2 separate regions of the Gossypium hirsutum genome follow, and region 2 is linked to region 1. The links are chromatin contacts, called in public Hi-C maps. All regions are on one chromosome and are shown on one strand. Each heading gives the region's core, a stretch centred on a gene start, on an enhancer-like site or on the middle of the called end of the contact. The rest is flanking DNA. Distances are from core to core; before and after follow the strand shown. Region 1 has its middle 10 kb from the start of LOC107960388. Region 2 holds the start of LOC107960383 (PHD finger protein EHD3).

Region 1 (5,314 bases), core at 1,424-3,923:
TGATAACAAAAGGAATCTCCTTTTGACATGTGCCTAAAAATTGAGAGAAGAGGGAAAGAGAAACAAACTTAAGAGATAAAGAGAACTAACAAGCTGTACGATGCAATAAACAGTGGAATATTTTTCTAAATGGTCGGAGGTTGGACTATTTTTTTTCGTAGGAAAATGTGATGTCTATGACGCAACACTACTTTCTAGACCAGAGAGGTTGTTTACAAAGTATTTATTAGGCTCAGGTGACTTAGACAATTGCACCTAGCTCATTACATAAACTATAACTTTAAACAGATATCTGTTGTGCCTTTCTTATCCCTAGGAACTATTGTAAGAGGTTGATTCTATGGAACCTCATTATAGTGTACTTTTGGAGCTCTTTTCGACTTGTTCATTCTATTAAACATTTCCCATGTAAAGAATGGCCTATTTAACGCTCAGTAATCTCCCATCGCTTCTTCCATTCATAACACAGAAGAACAATACCTCTTGGCCCTTCTTCATCACGTGGAGGAGCAAATTTTATAAAATGGATATTGGAAGTGTAATGCCTCCTAAAATAATGAGAAGCCACACAAACCTTGTGAAAGCCTACTGCTAGCTTCCTGAAGAGCCAGAATAGACTCAATGTAGAGTTGTAAGAAACATGTTCCTGTTGTGGTCTCTGCTGGAAGTGCTACCTACAAGGTGTACAAGGTATCTAGTCAAATATTTAGCTCCTTGACGTTTGAACAGGTACATAAAATATGATAACCATCCTTAAAAAATGGAAAGAAGCATCAATCCAATATCTCTCTAACGCAAAAAAGCATGATCCATGGGAACCAATACTTAACACAAAAGTATCTATCAAACATATTTTAACTTTTTAGACTTGTGTAGCTCTTATGAAACCAAATAATTGAAATTAACAGGATAAAAATATCAACTGCAAGTCTATAGGTTATCTACCTTAATTCCATTATATCCAAGACGTTCACCAAGGCCACCTGCAACAAGAACAAATGCTGCATCTTGGGCTTCTTTGATACCAGCCTCCTCAAATCTGATGAAATTATCATCACCAAAAGAAAGAACTTTATCTCCGGTTGGAACCTGCAAAATAAATTCACTGTATTTAAGACAAAGTTGCAGAGAAAACTGGAAAGAATGTGACTCAGGGTACAGAAAACTTAATTCCAATTCAATTTACATTAATATGAATCATGTAACTTAGTACAATTTAAAAATGTGAATAATAAATTAAAGTTATAAAGTGAAAGACCAAATTCCTTACCGAAGGTGTAAAGCCATCATATGGGTTCTTCCCTTCTTTTGAGTCCGCTAAGAGCTCCTTAGCATTTTTAACATAGGATGCCAAACCCCCAGGATAGCATGAATTGAGCTTAGCAACCTAAACGAAAAAAGGTTCAATACTAAGCTCTATGATATATAGTATTAAAATCACTGAAACACAATCAACCATATCCTATCAAAAACAACAGAGGAAATGGATTTTTCTCTTTAAAAAAACACTCCTTTCATGCCCTTAAGTTTTCTTTTCATCCATAATTTAACTGAATTTAGCAAAGATAAATAAATCTCCAACTTCGCTATTTTCTTTTTTAAAAAGGTTGATCACATTAGAACACTGTAGAGTTCCATGGTTTTAAAATAATAAACAGAGACCTGAGCGAAAAAGGCTTTCTTTCGTTTATCCTCGACGCCAGGCTCCGGCCAATGCTGAAACAAATGGCTCTGCCTCAAAACTAACAACATCTTCGCCAACTCTATCTGCCAAAAAAACAAAACACAGTATACTTACACTAGTGCGTATATATATACATACTAATAATTTTTTACAAAAAAAAAAAACTTGAATCTAGGTAATGCTAAACCTGATCCGGATGAAGGAGGTGAAGATTCTTGACGAGATTAGGAGGCCAATCTCCGGCGTTGACGTTGAGGTCGGAGAGAATCTTCGCCGAAGAATCGGCCGTCGCGGAAGCCATTGTAGCCGGAATTGTAGTTTTCGAATAAAATATGAAGATTAAAGAAAGGGAGAGAAGAATTTTACGTAAAAACTGTCCAAAAGGGACGTAATATGCTAATATGAGAGTGTAATGTTTGATCACAGTAAATATTGTTATGAGTAGTGGATATTTGTTAAGATGAATATAAGTTTTCATATATTTTAAATTCTAATAGTAATTAGAAAGTAAGTTTTATTTTATTTATAATTAGAATATGGAGAAGCAACTAAAAGCTAAATATATTATTTTGAATTTATTTTTAAATATATTTTTTAAAAAAATTAATTTACATTTTCAACTAAGTAGCCGGTCTGGATTCTTAACTTATGACCATATGGTGTTTACTTTTGTAAGGAAATATTTGAAGAAGAAAGTATTCTCAGATTGAAGAAAATAAATTGATATTTGATCATTTGTTATTTAGAGAATTTTTAGTATTTTTTTTTTGCAATTAATTTTAATTTGTTTTAACTATTTAAAAAAAATTAAGGTGTAAATTCATTAATAAATATCAGATTACTGTCTGCTACCCTAGCACGTTGTCCGTCTGCCGCCTCTAGTAGAAGTCTTTAGGTTTTGGGTTCTTTATTGTTTTTTGTCTTGTTCTACCCAGCGATCTCAGTGCGACGTCAATCTACAAAACGCTGAGGGTTTATTCTTATGATTAGGCTTCGTGTCCTGCAGAGATGGAGAATGAATTAGCGATTCTTTCTCTTAATGAAGAGGAAGATGGAATTTTGCAGATACCAACAGATCAATAACTGGGAATGAAGAGTTCCAACTGGTAGGTTATTTTTTAATAGCTAGCTTAATTCATTTTCCAGCCATGAAGAGTACGATGGCTAATCTGTGGCACCCAGTACAGGGAGTTCAAATTAGGGATTTGGGAGAAAAAAGGTATTTATTTCAGTTTTTACACATAATGGATTTGGAGAGAGTTTTAAAAGAGTCACCCTGGACTTTTAATAATCACTTGCTGATTTTATATCATCTACAAAAAAGGGAGGATCCATTAAGAGTTCCATTAATAAATTCCCCATTTTGGATTCAAATTCACGATGTCCCGATTGGATTATTCTCTGAAAACTTGGCAGTTCAGATGGGAAATTTTCTAGAAAACTTCGTAGAATATGATGCATCAGGTATAGGGAAAGAAAAACGTAATCACATGAGAATTAACGTCCGCTAAAGAGGAAAAAAAAGGTCATGTATAATGGAAGCTGCTCCTATGTTAGGTTCAAATATGAACGACTATCCCTTTTCTGTTTTTATTGTGGACAGTTGGGACATAATAATTCTTTTTGCGACGCTAAAATGTTATGGGAGTGGAGGTTGCTGAGTTCGGTTGGGATTATCACTGAGAGCCCAATCTCGCAGAGCATTATCAATGACCAGCATATGGCTAAGGGAGGAAGGCGAAGGGAAAAATGAGGATCAATGGAATGGAAATCAAGCTTTGAGGAACCGAATATGGACAGAGGAATCTGCTGAAGGACGTGGGTCAAACATTGATCCAACTCTGGGCTTTAACTTAAAAGGGAAGATATCATCGTTTGGTAAATCTAAGAGGAATATGGAGGTGAATCACTCGCAAACTGCCATGGAGCATGACCTAGAGGAGGGGGTTATCTTTGGTGAATAAGGAAAAAAGAGAACTAGAGGTACGGTAGAAGAATCATCTAGCAAGGAAGGGTATGCTACTCTACCACCAAGGACCAAAAAAGGGATGGGTTCTGACAATGGATTATTGGCGGCTGCCATGAGGTAAGTCGATCGGTTACAATAAAAATTTTGAGCTGGAATGTTCGTGGTTTGGGGAGGCCATGAACGATTCGACGACTTCGGCACACGCTGAAGTTACATATTCCCCAATTAGTCTTATTTATGGAGACGAAACTCTGTGGAAAACAAATGGAACGAGTAAGACGAAGTTATGGTTTTCAAAATGGTGTTGAGGTCGATGCTGAAGGTACTAGAGGAGGTTTATGTTTGGCTTGGAAAATAGGCGTTAACATTACACTTAGAACGTTTTCTAAGCGGCACATTGATGTGTTTGTCAAGGACTGTGATACTAAGGAGAAATGGAGATTTACGGGGTTTTATGGGTCTCCCTATACACAAGATAGGAATGAAGCTTAGGGGGAGTTGAAAAGATTGGTTACTAGTGAGGATATTCCTTGGTTTGTATGTGGGGATTTTAATGAGATTATGTATGGTTTTGAAAAGAAGAGAGGCTTACCAAGAGACGAGGTAAGAATGGAGTCATTTAGACATCTTTTGGAAGTTTGCCAATTGATTGACATCGGGTATTTTGGTAATTGGTTTACGTGGGAAACAGTCAATTTGCCAGAAACAAATATTCAAGAAAGGTTGGATAGAGGAGTTGCTACGGCTAGTTGGATTTCCATGTTCCCAGAGGTTAGGGTCCAACATTTGGTACATACTTTCTCTGATCATTGTCTTCTTTTGATTAATACGAAGAAATATGATGAACAAAAAAGGAACAATTCTTTCAAATTTGAAGCTTGGTGGGTATTGGAAGATACTTTCCTTGCAGAAGTCAAACATTTATGAGAGTTCCCTACCGAAATGCTGCTTTTGAAGTTAGAGAATCTGAAGAGGGGGTTGTGTCGCTGGGCAGGGATTATTCGAGTGAATCAAAGGAGAGAGAGACATATTCTTACTGATAAGATGGTTGACTTACTGCGAAACGATAGAGATGAAGAAAACATGGCGGAATGACAATTCAACTGAATTTTGAAATCAAGAAAGGCGAACGTTATTGGGAGCAGATAGCTAGACTTAATTGGCTGAAATTCGGAGATAGGAATACAGCTTTCTTTCACAATTCAGCATCACAACGACAACGGAATAATAGGATTCATAAGTTACAGAATTACGTCGGTGGAGAGGTTGAGAATTGGCATGAATTACAGGCTGTTGCTAGATCTTATTTCATTGATTTATTTCGGGCTAGAGGTAGCGGTAATTGTGATCATGTGTTGTCAGCTATTGACTGTTGTGTGTCTTAAGAGGATAATGAGAGACTTACAGCAGTATATACCAGTGAAGAAATTCAAGCAGTGGTATTCGCGATGGGGGCAAAAAAAGCACCAGGGGAAGATTTTCCAGTTTTGTTTTATCAAAAATGCTAGCACATTGTTGGAGAAGAAGTCACCACCTTTTGCTTACAAATACTAAACGGTGATATGGAGGTTAGTTCGTTGAATTCAACCAATATAGTGCTTATTCCAAAAATCTCTAATCCCATTAATATGTCGCATTTTCGTCCAATAAGTTTATGCAAT
Region 2 (5,314 bases), core at 1,441-3,940, 57 kb before region 1:
AAAATGCTTCCGATCACTCTAACTTTGCCTGAAGTAAAAAGGAAAGGCTCATTATCAATGCACTTACAATTATAAACAGAGTACCTTCAAGAAATTAAAAGGTCCCTTACATTGAGACTTCAATCTGGACAGAATTAGTAAAAGCCTATATCAGTAAACAACAGATTCTTGAATCATTGCAAATATGCCAAAGATGAAGAGAAGAATTGATTTGAAGTTTCACATCAAACCTCTCTTCATCGAATATTGGCAAAGAATTTATCTGAAGTCTCACAATGACCCTAATTCTCACAACACATAATTAACTATGAGTTAGATGGGAACTTCTTTAAATTCAAGCTGTTGACAAAGAGTAACTCCCCTATTTATAAGTGTTCCTTTGTTCATTCTTGTGACCTTTTAACAATCACTGCCATTGAAAATAAACTAAATTCTGAACTCTTCAATTGTTTTAAAGAACGCAGACACACACACACATATAGCATGAAGCTGTTTCACTTATCAACATCTTGGTTTTTAGGGGTAAAGAAAAAGCCAAACATTTTACCTTTTAACTAAACAACTCCATTCAAGCAATGCATACAAATAAAAATGGTTAAATAGATTACCTCCTGAATATCTGATGTGAAAAGCATAGGTGATTGCTCATACTCTCCCTCTTTCATCCTTGAGTTTATTAGACTTAAGTGAAAAAGATTGTCAAGCTTAATCCCTTGGAAATTCTTTAACAGAAGCTTACACAAAGATGTGAACTTTTCTGAAATTATAACATCAAAGAAAACACGTTGACACCTCTCAGTGGTAGTTTTAGGATTTAATTCCTTATAAGACCCATTAGATATAACACCCTCCAGCTCCTCAGCAGTATGCTGATTTCCATTAGGAATCTGCCCGGCTTGTGGAGAGCAGTTCTGTTTATCTTCATGACAAGTATCAGAATCCTATGAAAGAATCATAAAACAACTTTTCAAATATATTATGAAGGAAACCAACAAGAAAAATACCACTGGAAACGTCATAGACCATATGGAGTTCAGATAACAGCACAAACCTTAACTGTCACATTACAATCATTTTCTTGATGAAATACAAGTGCATCTTGAATGCAACGTCGTATACCACCTTCATCACCACTTAAAAACTGATGCATGTTCTCCAATACAACATTTCTCCACTTCCTTTGTAGACGATAATTGGAATCATTTAAAGAAGCACAATGATCTGTAAAAGGAAGAGTGACCTGCTCACAAAAATTAGAATCGCTTAGCATGTTAAACATATCAAACAAACCAACTGTTCTTAGGACAAAAGAATAACAAAGACCACAACATGTCAGCCCAAATAGAATACTCAGGTACTCATATTAAAAAAAGGAAAGAAAGACAATATTGCATGTTTCACTAGTGCAATCAAATAAATGATATAACTACAAATTTCCCACAAAGAGAAAGAGTAACTAACAGCTATTAATTATATTTCTAGACATCAAAAACTCACATATTTATCTCATATTATGCACACCAGTTTTGGACTTAACACAGTTTCTTGAAATTGTATTTTATGTACCCAACGACCCAGTCACACCTTCTGCTCATACTCATAGGATAGTCTCCAGGCAGAGCTTTCCATCTAATTGCAAACAAGTTAATATTTTTCAATCCATAATCCAAATCTAAAATAAGAAAGCTCTTTAACTAAAGGAAAAACAAATGTTGTAACAAGAATTGGAGAACAGAATCAGAATATGCCTATCTCAACATTTAAATAGTACAAGAAAGAAAAATACTTAGCGTCTATAACTTCTAACATACATATGGAAACACATTAATCGAAATCTACCTGGTCTATAGAAGCTTTCCCACCATCTTGCACTTCAGTATTTGAACTTGACCTTAACTGTCTCCGCCTCTTATATGTTCGTAAACTCTCACTTGCCCCAGAACTCCCATCACCAGAATCATTTGCAAATTCAGAACCAAAACCATTATTCACTGGTTCAATCTTGAAGCACTTAATCTCCTCCCCAATCTCTGCTCCTTCACTGTTGATTGTCCCCTCTTCAACACCCATCTCCACCTTCACAAAACAGAACAAAACCCTAGTTTTCCAAGCATATCACCACAGAGTTAGGATATCTCTGTAATAAACCAACATTATCTTCCAAATTCACATTAAATTATAACATAAGCACTTCAAAAATCATCAGATTAGACGAAAAAACAAGCAAATTCAGTAAAAAAAAAAACTTTAGGCATACAGAAAATAAAGGGAATATCCAAAAAGAAAATTGAAGTCTAAATATATCATCCCCTAGCTTAACCAAAAAACGATAAAAGAAATCATCCAAACTAAGCTAAGTAATTCAAATGAACTTCACTAAGGATCATTTGAAAATTAAAAACAATAAATCAAATTAATATACAACTTCATTATTCTCCGTCTTTTTTCCCTCCTGCATTTCCTTGAGTACCAAACACCAAATAACAAGAAAAAAATAGTAAAGAAGGAGGAAGGTTTACCTGAGTTGAAAATATTAGGCCCGAAATTGAAACCCTAAAAAATTGGAAAATTGTTTTACTATTATTTTCCGTGAGAAACTTCGGCTTTGCTGTGCAGCTTCCCCGTCTTATCCGTGTATTTTTTTTCTCAAGAAAAAAGAAATGAAAATAGTAACTACAGCAGTGTGTAAATTGTGTTTGAGTTTACTTTTGTTTTGGCATTTTTCTTTGTATTCTTTTTAGGGTTTAATTCTATCTGAAGTCCTTGTACTCTCTGTATTTTTAAAATTTAATCTTTCAATTTTTAATTCCAAAAATTTAATCTATGCACTTATCTTATTTAAAAAATTAAAGTTGAAATCAATTGATACCACTATTAATAAAATTTTATTAAATTTGAACATGTGATATTTTAATATTCAAATGCTTGATTTAAAATTTAAAAATCAATTGAATATATATTCAAAGTTAACCAATTTTAATTGATAAATTTATTAACTAGACTTTAATTTTTAAATCAAACAAGTAGAGAAACTAAATTCTAAGAATTACAAGCATAAGTATTCTTTTAAAGAAAAAGTAAACGGATTAAATTTCAGGAATTCAGAAAGTACAGGGACTGGGACAAAGTTAGACCTTTGCTTAGTTGGGTCGGATCTGGAACTGGTTGGTTGAGGTTGCCAGTAAGGAAAAACTGACAGGTGTCGGTTGCTCAAATGACCGAAAACCCGAAAAGAGGTCAACAAACCAAGAAGAAAAGAAAAATCCTATGTAGTCAACTTGTGGGTCGGACCCCAAATGGAGTAGTTATTATTATTTATATATACTATTTATTTCATTTTCTACATAAAGATCACAGAGAATTACCATCCAATATAATTTCCTTTCTGTGACGATATTATTTTTATATATACACATACCCAAGCCTTTATAAATCAATAATAGATGTATCATAAAAAGGTTTTTTATTAATTTTTTCCTAAGGTTAAAAAAAATACAAGTTTAAAAATTGTAAAAAATAAAAATTCTCAATTAAAATATATAAAAATAATAATTATAAAACTTGGAAAAGAGCATTCTTTTAGGGTTAAAAAGCAGCATTTGCCATTAGAATTTAAAAAAAAACAGCATTAGCAAATATCTCAAGACCGATTATTTTACTTAAAACCAAAAATTTAATAATAGAAGCCCCCTCAAAGTACCCATCCAGGATTGAACCCACACAATACCATCCATGTTCTATTTTATAATAGATGGACTGAAAACCCAAAAAAAATATATATAATAAAGATAATATTTCTGTTATGATTTGAAAAATACAAATTAATTACTTAAATTGACATAGCTAAAATGTTCTCTCATCTTTTCTGTTGTCAAAATCAAAATCAAAATCAAAATCAAAATACTAAAATACTAATACTAATACTAATACTAATACTAATACTAATACTAATACATTAGTTATTTAACATTGTTTTCTTTAATTCCCTATAGGCAAAAAAAAGTACTAAAATACTAATACATTAGTTTGTTCAAAATGTAGCAACAACATAATGCTTCCAAGTTAACAGAGTCTATCCACCAATAGCATTCTTCACTTAATGCATCTATGTCGAAATATTCTTATCCAACAAAAAAAAAAACACATATTCAAACATGGGTATAAAATAACATCCAAAGAAGCGCCAGTCACATGAAATATAGTCATAAAAAGATGAAAATGCAACACATTCATGTACCTAATACATACAGGATTCTAAACAACAAGGGCATTATTTTTTAATGAATCTACAAGCTTCAACATTGCAATTTTTTTTTTCTTATGGTCAAAATAGTGTATATGTAGTCTTTCCTTTTCTATATCAAAAGCTAAATTAAAAAATATATAAGCAAACAACAATAGAGAGAGTATACATTACAACTTACAAATTCAGAATCTGCTTCAATTGATTTTTTTTTTCTTTCCCTACTTAAATTTAATGAAAAGGAGAGATTAGGAAAAACAAGGACAAAGATTAATGAAAAAACAAGGATAAAGCATAGAGCCAACTCCCCTGGTGAAGCAAAAATTATATCCAAAAGCATAACAAAAGGTAATCATCCAATTAGACTAAACTTTTCATAGCTTACAACAGGCTGTTTGGTTAGAGTTTTCTCCACAATTCTACAACATTGTTGGGAAACATTCACTTTTGACACTAAAACTATCTATTCTCAAACTACAAACTAACATTAGTTCAATCGTACCTGTTAGTGGATGATTTTCTGTACCAACAGGATCTTACAGGTTGGCAATCCCATTGATCAAGCAGAGATCATACAAATGCTATTAATTTTTTAATTCGTTTTTTGATCATAGCTATTCATCCAAATGCTAGTAAAATCTAATGAAGTTAATAACCTTAACCTACACCAATCTGCTTCCCAGCCCAAAAAATGAAGTGAAAATAAGTTGTCAATCTGAGCTATCCATAATAGAAAAGGTAAAGGCATTATACCGTGAAAAACAAATCATATCATGTTATGTCCTCCCAAGTGCAAGGTCTTTCTAACTCTTCTTGCCATTCGCATTCAACTTCTCCACAAAGTGTAGAGTACTGGCAGCAGATAGAAGCATGTCCATTCCACCTCTACTTTTATCAGATTCCTCTTTCTCTCCCTGATTCGGGCTCAATTCCAGATTACCATATGCCATTTTACCTCCTATGCCCTTCATTTTCAGCTTACTTTCATATGCTCTTTTAGCTCTATGTATTCGCTGGATCCCAGCATCACATTTTCTACAAAACCATTTTCCGCTTGGGATTGAAGTTCGT

What was found. A called contact is a pair of places that touch in the nucleus more often than the background predicts.
Region 2: a Hi-C map of seedling shows a contact between it and region 1, with 3 times the contacts expected there. The contact joins the promoter of LOC107960383 here to the enhancer-like site in region 1. A contact is called at or near these places in 15 of 34 Hi-C or Micro-C datasets (anther, callus, hypocotyl and 3 more).

The regions. Positions count from the first base shown.
Region 1 is chrA05:24,771,675-24,776,988 of Gossypium_hirsutum_v2.1, reverse strand. It overlaps the pseudogene LOC107960387. Among protein-coding and RNA genes, the nearest start is that of LOC107960388, 10 kb to the right of the region's middle. Within about 2 kb of position 2,673, at least 6 of the 9 cell types and tissues checked have an H3K27ac peak or open chromatin away from gene starts, as enhancers often do.
Region 2 is chrA05:24,828,466-24,833,779 of Gossypium_hirsutum_v2.1, reverse strand. It overlaps LOC107960383 (PHD finger protein EHD3), which reads right to left and starts at 2,690. Exons shown (of 7, transcript XM_016896719.2): 1 at 2,520-2,690; 2 at 1,840-2,098; 3 at 1,052-1,240; 4 at 609-941. The coding sequence starts at 2,070. It overlaps LOC107960385 (PHD finger protein EHD3), which reads right to left. Exons shown (of 8, transcript XM_041114090.1): 8 at 4,583-5,314. The coding sequence ends at 5,047.